Regions from separate parts of the Mus musculus genome. Here region 2 is linked to region 1. The links are chromatin contacts, called in public HiChIP or PLAC-seq maps. All regions are on one chromosome and are shown on one strand. The core of a region is the stretch at or near the end of the contact, and the rest is flanking DNA. Distances in the headings are between cores, read along the strand shown.

What was found. HiChIP or PLAC-seq counts read pairs in DNA pulled down with a chosen protein or histone mark.
Region 2: an H3K4me3 HiChIP or PLAC-seq map of bone marrow-derived macrophages shows a contact between it and region 1, with 2.6 times the contacts expected there. The contact joins the enhancer-like site here to the promoter of Slc25a13 in region 1. A contact is called at or near these places in 4 of 39 promoter capture datasets (the 3T3-L1 cell line, hippocampal neurons, liver and 1 more) and 2 of 115 datasets of contacts at active chromatin or transcription factors (bone marrow-derived macrophages and hepatocytes).

What each region holds. Positions count from the first base shown.
Region 1 is chr6:6,214,836-6,220,509 of GRCm38.p6, reverse strand. Slc25a13 (solute carrier family 25 (mitochondrial carrier, adenine nucleotide translocator), member 13) reads left to right here and starts at 3,337. Exons shown (of 18, transcript NM_001177572.1): 1 at 3,337-3,514. The coding sequence starts at 3,500.
Region 2 is chr6:6,539,365-6,545,038 of GRCm38.p6, reverse strand. No RefSeq gene overlaps it. Among named protein-coding and RNA genes, the nearest start is that of Gm52889, 23 kb to the left of the region's middle. Within about 2 kb of position 2,933, at least 42 of the 459 cell types and tissues checked have an H3K27ac peak or open chromatin away from gene starts, as enhancers often do. A contact at or near this core is called in bone marrow-derived macrophages and neutrophils, where this site is marked.

The sequences.
Region 1 (5,674 bases), core at 2,088-4,587:
GCAAATTTCCTCTTAGAGTTCCAGGCCAGCCAGGAATACGTAGAGAAACCCTTCTTAGAGAAAACAAAGAAATCAAGACAGCTTTGCTCACAGAGTATAATACCCCAACATTTTGGGGACTTGTTTTTAGTCACACTTTCCTAAGGTGTCTCATGCTTCCTTCCTTCCTTCCTGACTCACTTCCTCGTTCCCCTCCTTTCTTAACTCTAAAAATGTTGGCAGTTTTCTCATCTGTGTCTATTAAGAACAGGTTATTTTTGACCTATCATTAGGGCACTCTTCGGGAAGGCACGTGCAACCCTCTGCTGTGTCCTGACGTGGCCCCAGTCCCAGATATAAACATCTGGAAACTTCTCGTTATTATGATGCTTGCTTTATTCTGTCATAAGTACAATCCACCTTGCAGTTTGTAGTCACCCAGCTAACACCTCCTGGAGCTAGTGTGCATGGCCTGCGTTCTGACTGGCCAGCAATCCAATCTGGCATGCTAGCAGTACTAGGGGAGACCTTTGCTTGCTTGTTTGTTATTAACTGAGCAGAACAAATCGGATCATTAAAGGTCATGGGTCAAAGGGCATCCCCAAGGCCTAGGTGTGCTGGGAACAGTGAAATCTCAGACCTGGCCACGTCACACTCTCTTCTGAACTTGAACTCATGCTCACACTACGTGCTTTTGAGTCAGTGAGCTTTCCCCAATGTTTGGGTTGGCTGCTTGCCTAGCCAGCAAGGTTGGCAAAATGTGCTATAAAGCACAGGTGGTTAGGAGACCTGGATTCGTTCCCGAGGGCCGTCAGAATGAAATACCACAAGATGTGTGGCTTCAAACAACAGAAGTTTGATCTTTCACATTCCTGGGGGGATGCAAAGTCTTAAACAAAAGAGTCAGTGGGGCTGTGTCCTTTCCTATTCCTTGCTAGGCACCGGAGCCTTCAAGGTGGTGGGTGCAGATTCTTCACGCTCCTTGGCTTGTAGCTCCATCAATCTAATATCTACTTTTATCATATGAAATATATACAGAGTGTTTCTGTGTCTTCTTCGCTGTTGTTTGCATCGTCTGGGCCTGGCTGGCTGAGATTCGAGGTATAGATTAAGCCTGCTTCTGCAGAGTGCTGGGATTAAAAGCATGACTCATCATACCTGATCTGCGCCTCCTAATGAGAACTCCAGTCATGTCAGATTAAGGTCCTCCTTACTTGAGTGTGACCTCATCTTAATTGATTGTACCTCCAGTTTCCAAATAATGGTCCAGTCTGAGACACTGGGGTCAGGAATCTTGTGGTCACCGTTCAACCTTGCCAGCTACTTTCAAATGATGGTGGTGGGAAGACTGTTCTGGGATAGAGAAGGCATCAATGCGACATGTCACTTATGTCATTGTGAGAATTAACTGAGAATGAAATAACTTAAACTCAAGTTTACAATCTATTTTTACAGTATGATGTGTTTAGTGGGTTAAAAGATGTCTACTTCGTAGGTCCTATTGATCATATTCCTTTTTATGACAGAAAGCTCAGAAGTGGGATTGAGGATTGGAGGTGGGGGCGCGAGCTTGGATTCTCTGAGTGGTCTCTCACTGTTAAATGCCATTGAAAGTGCTTTTTCATGTTTGTTTCTTGTGGGCAAGATCTTATCATGTATCCCAGGCAGCCTTGAGCTTTCCCAACCATCCAAATTCTAGAATAGCCTTACAGATGGTGCCACCATGACTTTCTAAATGGGAGACAGGGAGATTACAGACAGCAGTGAACTCACACTCCAGAAGCAGAGTTAGAGAAAAACGGGATGCTCACTGTCTCCTGAGACAGGAGCACCGCGAGCCCTCGGGAAGGCAAATGCTTCTTTCTTGGGCTTTTCATACACTAGACAGAGTCCTGTCTCACTCCAACCCATCTTGTTGGAATATTCTGATAGTTTAGTCCTGACTCATGCCCAGTGTTATCATACCAGTGTTAGCCTGGTTCATGTTGCTACCACACAGTGCCTGAGAGTAAGGCTAAAAACGTATTCCTCGTAGTTGTCACCCTGGCTATGGACTCTAGGATCACAATTTCAACAAGTCAAGGTCTTGTCTCTGTTTCCGAGATGTTTCTCTGAGTACTGTATCTTCCAGAGAGAGGAAAGCTCTAGCTTCGCACGGCAGAGGACAATGAGAGTAGACTTACTTCTATGAGCTTGTTTCTTCTCTTTCTTTTTTGACACGTCTCCTTATATAGATAAGGGTGGCCTGGAACTCTTGGTTCACCAGCTCTCACCTTTCTGGAGCTGAGAATGGAAGGGTTACAAGCCCCTTTTTATGAAGCCATTGATGCAGACCTTAGGGCAGAGCCCATAGGACTTGAGTGTTTCATACTCCTGATTTAGTTTCTAACTTGTGAATCTGGGATACATTATGGCAACTGAGTGGAACCCTAACGACATTAGTACTTACAGTATACTGATTCCAGCCTTAGAAGGCACCTTCAGGTCTTTCCTGTTGCCCATACTCTTCCTCCAGCAGTCCCTAAATTTAGGTTGCCTTCTCTGACTAAACCCTTGGGTTCCTCAGCAATTCTGGGTCTCCTGTCTCCTCTCATTCGTCATGGTTGGAGCATCTCTTGCTATCTACGCATTGGACTGACAGTCTTACCTCAGGAGTAATCTCTGAGAGCCTTTCCTGTTTTCATTGTTCTTATGGTGTCCTGAGAGCAAACAATAGCTCGTAGGGTTTTTTTTTGTTTTTGTTTTTTTGTTTTTTTTTTAAGTTTGTCACCTCTTTGAGGCCTTGACCTCTTTTGTCCTCATATAGTTGTTGCAAAATAGAGTTGTTACAAATGTGTGTTCTATACCATATTCAAGAGTTTATCAAGTTAGAGCCACAAAGGAGGCTAGTCACCTGCTTGTTATCTTTTCTTCTATTAGTCAATACTTCAGGGATTTCATGATGGCATTAAAGTGGGGTCCATCTTGAAGCAAAAACCAAGGTGAATCTGGCAAGAACCTGACCCAATGTGTGCATCTATGAGAGTATGTATGTCAACGTCCAGGTGTTGTGTGGTAACCACTCTTACTTGGCTCTCTCATGGACACTGACCTAGCCAGCCCTTGGCCTCAGCCCAAGCTGCAGCTTCAGCTCACCAAGTCCCCGGTCTTTTGAGACAGTGGCTTGCATTTCTCCCTTGCCCCCGGGGTATACACGACAATGGCTACTAAAGCTGGACAGCACAGTCTGAGTCACGTGTCCTGGCCCCTCAGTAGCTCCCATACTGAGGCCCTCCCTGGCTACAGGGCAGAGGCCTTTAGATCACGCGCGCCCGGGAGGCCCTGGCCGGGCCCAGCCAATGGGCTGACGGCACCCGCATGACCCGCGCCAGGAGGGCGTGGGGAAGCAGGCCAGGCGCGCACGCTGCCGGGCAGAATCACCGCCCCCACCTCTGCTCGGGACGGGAAGTGAGTCGCCGGGGTCCCCGGTGCAATCCAACCAGAGAGCAGGTCTCAAAGCCGCCTGTACCCCGGCCGAAGCATGGCGGCCGCCAAGGTAAGAACGGCGGGCCGGGGCGATCTGGAGCCCAGAGGGGTCCAGCCGGGGTAGTAGATGCGAGGTTCCACCTTGCAGCTGAGGGAGGAAGGGGCACAGGGGACTGCACTTGTGGCCGCGTGGGTACCGCGGCCCGATCGTGCTACAGAAACTTTGCCAGCCGGACACTCCCACTTGGTCTGGCCAGGAGCGGTGTCCCGCGGGACCGAGCCCTGGCCAGCAAGGAGGAGCGCGCGAATGGGGCCAGGTAGCCTGGGGCAGGGAAGAGCCCAGGGACACACAAACCCTTCTGCTACTTTGGGGTTCTCCTGCTTCTGACCCGACTGTTGTTGACCTGAGTTTCTCCTTCCAGGGGCCCCAACTGGGCCTGAAGCCTATCCTATTACATTTCAAGGGTTCCGCCCTCCCGCTGGTAGGGAAGTCACCTTGACTTCCGTTTTGGAAACTGGGAGACTTGGCCTGCGTCTGTGCGCAGCTAGCCCTGGACCCTTCCCCACCCCCACCCCCACCTCCCATCTTCCATCCTTCCCCTTTCTCTCTCCATCTGACAACACTTACAAGGCAGCCTCTGAGCCTCAGAGAGGCTTCTTTTTGAAAATGACAAAACAGATTGTGCTGGGAGCATGTCACTCCTGTGAAGTTCTACTTAAAAGGAATTCTGTGTAATGTGAATCGTTCACGAACCCAGGGAGAAGGCAGCTCTGACAGGTTGACCTTTCCTCTTTCACCGGTTCTTCAAACCTGCACACCATTTCAGCCTCTCTGGACTGCATTTCAACTTTTCTGGCAGAATACCATATTCAGTCCCAATCACTCGAGTCATTGGAATTTATTGCTTTTAATTTTAAGTTCACGAAGGCAGCCCTTTAATCAAGCCTATACAACTTCTTAGATCATTTTAAGTGCAGTGAACTTAAATATACCCAACATTTCAAACATTTGTCCTTAATCAAAACTCTGTGATAACCCTGAAGAGGAAAACATGGCCACCACATCATATTCTGATTTATTCAGGCAAACTAATCACATTTGCAATGGAAATTGTAAGCAGACAAATATATTTAAATAGTGTTCTATGACTAGTCTCTCCAGGCTCCCCAAATCCTCAGTTTTCTTGTTCCTAGACTCAGTGCCTTAAGTGGCCTTCCTTCCTCTGTAACCCTCAGGAGTGTGCACTGGGTGTATTTGCGCATGAGTCTGTGGATGGGCACTTTGATTTATTTCTGAAGCTACTTTAGTTCTTTCAAGCCAATAGCCCCTTTCTTTGCATTAACTTTGCATGATATAACGATTGGTATAAATCAGTTCTCTGGAGTAAATACCCACTCATCATTTATATACCTGTGTGGGAGTTTTGTCACTTGATTTACGTTACTTTAATTGGAGATGCAGTATTGATGGGCACTAAATTGAGACATATGCCTAGAAACAGAATAGAAGACTGGGCAGATACGAAGTAACAAGTGAAGAAGCAGGCTCAACTTTTTAGTTGCATTTTTTGTAATTGAGACACATCCTATCAGGGAGAGTTGGTTTTTATCCAAATCAGGAGGCCAAGGAAACTGAAACATTCCTGTCACCTTTACCCTTTGAAACCTGCCTTCTTTGTTATTTATTCACTGACAGTCACCTCTCTTCAGTTCGGATGGCTGACATATATAGATATAGAATACCTTCCAATAGGATATAACAAAACCAACTGTAAGTGGATGAGAAAGTCAGGATAAAGAGAAGGTAAGGAGAAGCTGGGCATTGTGGCACACAGGTTTAATCCCAGTGCATTGGAGGCAGGGGCCAGCTTGCTCTATAAAGTGAATTCCAGGATAGACACGAGCTGTTAAACTAAAAAACCCTGTCTTCAACAACAACAGCAACAACAAACAAATAACGAGAAAGTAAGATGAACTTAGATTAATAGAAACCAAACGTGTGCTTGGCACAGGTGACAGCATTGTCTAGCTGCCAAAACAAAGATAGACCAGTTGCTTGGAGAGACTTCACTTTGAACTGTTATCTGGGCAGTTACTCTCTATGTCTTTTGTCTTTTTTCTTTTTCTTTTTTTGGCTGAGTCTTACTAAGTAGCCTTGGCTGATCTGGAGTTTGCTGTGTATATCAGGGTGGCATGGAGATTCCATTGCCTCTTCTTCCCAAGGGCAGGG
Region 2 (5,674 bases), core at 1,684-4,183, 320 kb before region 1:
AGGAATATTAAGGACAAAGATCAGCAAGATGAAGAATAACCTGTTTCAGAACTCGAAGAAGTCATTTATCTGATCACTGAAGCCCCCTCTTTTTTTTCTTAATAGCTATCACTTTTATTAACTCTGGGAAGCTTAAAGTTAATTCCTTTTCAAGGTTATTCTGAAAAGGTGGGTTTCTCCTTTATTAGGTAGGTCTGGTGGTAATAGCTGTTTGAAAAGAAAAAGATAATTTTCAGTGTTCAGATATCATTAAAATGTGGAGTAAGAAAAAAGAATCCCTTCAGAACTTCAGAACTATAGGTTCTAAACACAGTAGATAAAGAGAGATGTTGGTGTTATGCTAAGACAATGAGAGAGAGAGAGAGAGAGAGAGAGAGAGAGAGAGAGAGAGAGAGAGAGAGAGAGGTTGAGAGATTAATCAGGTATTATTTACTGACAAACACTATTCCCTACAGTCTTTTTCAAGTGGTTTCACATTCTGATATTATGGGGAAGCCTGGGTGGTTCGGACTAAAGAAAGCCATCAGTATGCTTTAGCAATGTTGTTCTCTTGGGCTGCATCCAGGCTTTCTGGTTTACTGCTTTGGAAGATGTTTCTGTTCCATCTGCCAGCATCCAGGCAGCTGGGCATGTGGCTGAGAAAGCCCGGAGACAAACAGCCCTGAATGAACCTTCAGCAATGAGACTCAGCCACCCAAAACCTAAAATAATCACGAGATGGAATGATTGCGCTTGGAGAGGAGAGGCTGACAGTAGGATTGTTACTGCATAGAAACCTTCACATTGGCTGTGGCTGTGAGGTAATTAATTGTCCTCGTGTATGCCTTTGAAGTAGATGGAAGTGAGGGAAAATTACCCCATTTGACTGATAGAACAACTGAGAGGAGAGCAGCTAACTTGCATGTGGTTACCCAGGGAATAGTTGGCTGAGACGCCAGGATTCTTGACTCCAAATTCATTGCTGTAACCACCAGACTGAAACCAGCCGCCAAAGGCTATAATTTGGTCTTGAAGCTGTGGCCATAGTTTAGAACCACAATAGTGAGAGAAACACACTTTAAGGAGGACCTTGAAAATCTCTCAAGAGAATTATGGCTCTTTATCGGTGTTGATTATGCAACGCTCGCAATGAATGAAGGTTCTGTCCCTACCATATTTTGTGGGTTTGGGTTAGGCTGTGTCACTCTTAGGAAACTGGGAAGCTTTGCTTCACCCTTGAGCCCCAGTTTTTTTAGAATTGTCTTAAGTTCATGATGCATGATACAATGTGTTAACATTATGCTTTAAAGCGCGCAGAAGGATATGAGGTTTGATAAATATAGGAAGTCGGGCTAGTGAGAGAATTGGAGGTTTGGAAACTGGGCAAACTTCATGGGGGCACTTGGGTAATTTGGATTGGGCCTAAGGGAGACTAAAAGCCTACAGGGATCTAAATGGACATAGGTCTTGCATAAATACACACTTCTAGCTCTCTTGAAGCACAAGTGTGTACAGAGTGTGACAGAAATCCGGTTACATGGTGAGTACCAGGCTCAGGTTCTGGAAAGGAAACCTCAGACATCACAAGATGGGTTTATGTCTTTGGGTTCCAGGCTCAGAAGTAGGTACTGTCAATATTCTATCTTGAAAAGAGTAAAAAGAAGAGCAAACTGAGCCCTTATATTAACAATTACATTGTTGAGTACCCTAGGAGCTGAGTGCTGCATTATTCATTTTCATTCCAACTCTCAACCCTATAAACTGGGTTTAAATCTGTATAATTTATTATGGGGAAACTCTAGAGAGGTTGACAGGCATGGGTGTCATAGTAAGACATGAGATGGAGAAAAGCTATGAACCCGGGACTCCAATTCTACTGCTCAAGCATTATGTTCATTTTTACCACATGATGGACACATTAGGACCTGCATTCACAGGCAAAAGGGAACGGACCTACCGTTTAAGACTGGCACATACTTCCGTGAAACCAACTTTCCAATTTCAATTATAAAGACAGCTCTTTCACTGTATAATTTCACAGGATCAAACTTTACTAGCTATTCCCAGCCATTGTTCTTTAGTAAAAACACCAAACTCACCAATACCTGTATAATGTCTAAGAAAATTAATTCTGTAATATTTCCTAATACCTAATCTGTGCTTAGATTTTCACAAGTGAGCAGAAAATCTTTCATCTTGCCTCTTGATGTTGCTTTCCAAACAGTTATGTCATCATATGGCCATCTAAATATTTATGTTCTAGCCATATGTTGCTCCCAAGGTTGGTTAATGGAGTTTCTTATTGTACAGGATAGTGGTTAATGCAGCGACTCATTACTGTTAAAGTGCTGAGAATAAACCACTGTAAGTATTCAAGTATAGATGTGACGATGATAGACAAGCAGACAGACAGGCAGGCAGGCATGCAAGCAAGCACGCGTGCACACACACACACACACACACACACACACAGAGAGAGAGAGAGAGAGAGAGAGAGAGAGAGAGAGAGAGAGAGGGATAGAGAGAGAGAGAGAGAGGCTCAGGCAACATTCCAGCAAATGGGATGAACATGTACAAGATGGGGTTATCTGCACAATATCACACCAGTTAAAAGTTCCAGCACAGGGTTGGGAGTTTTCTGATGTCTCAACCCTAACTGAAGAGCTATTGGCAGTTGATGGCTTGATGGCTGCTGTGGAAGAGGAAGTCACTTTTCTTTGGGGGTGTGGCCACTTGTAGGTTCCTCTTTCTCCAGTAAATGAACTCATATGGGGCCAGCTGTGGCAACACACACCCTTAATCCCAGCACTAGAGTGACAGAGGCAGGCAGATTTTTGAGTTCAAGGTCAGGGTGGTCTACAGAGCAAGTTCCAGGACAGCCAGGACTACACAGAGAAAAACTGCCTCAACAAACAAACAAACAAACAAACGCCAAACCAAACCAACCAACCAAACAAACCACTATAGGAAATTTTAAAAAGCACTAGTTGGACTGTGTAGGAAGGAATGGTGGTGGAAGGGCTGGGGATCCTGTTGACAACTTGATGGGATTTAGAATTGCCATGGAAACAATATCAGGGCATGTTTGTGAAAAACTAGACTAGGCTAATTGATGTGGGAAGGACCCATGCTAAATATGAGTGGTACCATTCCAGAATCTATTGGATATAGACTTCTATATATGCTTATTATATCAAAGTTATGAATGGTTTAGATCAGGGGCTGAAATAATACTTCCTGGATACTAACTGCAAACTCCTGTACATTCTTGATGCCTATTTCTTCATCTACAGATGAGTACAGTTGTGGTCTCCATTTTCAAAGGCTTCAAATCATATAGATGAAAAAGTTGATAGATCATAGAGAGAAATAGACCCATCCTTTGTTTGTTTCATTGCCTTGGACCCATCCCCTTTCACAGTGGAATAGGGAATATTTCAGCACACGTCACTGTAAAACAGTAAATGGATGGATACATATAAGAGGTATGAAAATATGCCTGATAACTCACAAGAACCATGTTAAATTTTCCTTATGTTACTTATTTCCTGCTTTCTCTCATTTGTTATATTCAAATAAAGTAGGGTTCTTGAATTTTCACTTTTATATTTATTTATGCAATTTATTGTTGCATATTGGTTTTAAACCTAATTATATGGCGGTACGATTCAAAAATTCCATTTGCTTGAAATTTCTTTGGCATTTCTCCATTTGGTCACTTTTCATAAATATTCCATGATTTCTTCAGAATTATATGCCTATATTATTGGATATAATCTTCTATATATGTTTATTATATCAAACTTATGAATTGTTTGGTCAAGACTTATATGTTACCATATTTAAAATGTGTGGATTTTACTAAGTCAGTGGGTGAAACTGAGATGGTAATGTAAAAATATCACTAAACAATTTACAAGTTTTTAAATGAATGTTGGAAATTTTATATACAATAACAATGTGCTTTTCTAAAATAGAGCGTGGCATTGCTTTGCATTTTACTAGAATTAAATCAAGTCCTTATGTTCTCCATAGTACTTACAAGTTTTTTCCTTCAAAAGTGATGAAGTTGTTGAACAATAAAATGGCTCTCTCTATCTTTCAGCTAATTTTTCTTTTAGAGTATCCTTGGCACATTAGGGACTATGAGGTGTGTTGAAATATTCCACTGTAAGAAATGATGGGTCCATTTCTCTCTGTGGTCTATCAACTTTTGATCTATATGATTTGAAGTAATTCTAAAGCTATTAGATCTTCATGGGGAGTAGAGACTTTTTTTCAGTCGAGACTGGGAATCTTCTGTGATTCAAAGTCTATCTTCTCTGCTATTATTATAGCTGTTCAATTCTAATTTTATTAGTTTTCCATGAATAGTTTCCCCCTGTCCTCTCATGTTCAACTCCCCAGGTCCTTTTGTATGTTGTGGGTATACTTTCTGATCCTTTTATTTTGAGCATGTATGCCTGTGTGTGCGCATGTGCCACTTAGAGCCAAAAGTTAGTGCCAGATGTGCTGCTCAATCCTTTCCACTTTGCTTTGGAAACATGTCCTCTCACATGGAACTCATTGATGCAGCTCAACCGAGGCCATCAAACGCTAGGGCTCCTCCTGTCCTACCTCTGCAGTGGTGGGGTTCCACGTGCATGCTGTGATGCCTAGCTTTTAGGTGAGAGTCCTAGGGATCAGACCAAGCTCTTCATGGTTGTGTGGCAGGCACTTTGCCACCTGAGCCATCTAACTTTGATACTCTTATGCTTTCATGGCAAATTTATTACAATTACACTTATTGTGGTTTTGAAATATAATTTGGCTTCTTTTAAAAAAAATCGTCCTTTGTCTCTTTTGCTTCATTTTATCTTCTATTCTCTCTTGGTCTCTCTGTCTCTCTGTCTCTCTGTCTCTCTCTCTCTGCTTATCTTTGTGGAATGATGAGATTTTCTTTTAAGTTTTTTGAACATTTATTTTAGCCATTTTTAATTATGTGCATAAGTATGTGTACGCCTATGGAATCCAAAAGAGGGCACCGTGACTGTGAACCATTTCACAGGGCTCCAAGAAGCAAGCTCAGGGCTTCTTCAGCAGTGACACACTGTTACTCATAATAATTTCTTTTTGTCTGTTTGTTTTTTGGTTTTTTGATATTTTGTTTGTTTTCGAGACAGGGTTTCTCTTTGTAGCCCTAGCTGTCCTGGAACTCACTCTGTAAACCAGGCTGGCCTCGAACTCAGAAATCTGCCTGCCTCTGCCTTCCAAGTGCTGGGATTAAAGGCATACGCCACCACTGCCCAGCTAATAATTTCTTTTTTAAATGGTTTTCTCTCTCTCTCTCTCTCTCTCTCTCTCTCTCTCTCTCTGTGTGTGTGTGTGTGTGTGTGTGTGTGTGTGTGTGTGTGTATGTGTGTGTTTGTCGTATGAATGTAGCTGCAGCCTCTGCACCTCTATAGCTTATACACATTGCTCTTCTGAGCCATCTCTCCAGCCCCTTTTGTTAATTTTTCAATTTCATCTTTTCTCTCTTGACTTGAAACTTACTTACTTACTTCTGTCTCAATGGCCACTTTTCAAATTTGCAAGTATATTTAGCAAGATGAGCAATCACTCTTTTATCTATCTGGGAGACTATTCAGACCCTTGATGTACTTTTAATTCTGATAGCCTTCTCTGTCCTCATAAATGTGATATCTTTTTTTTTTGG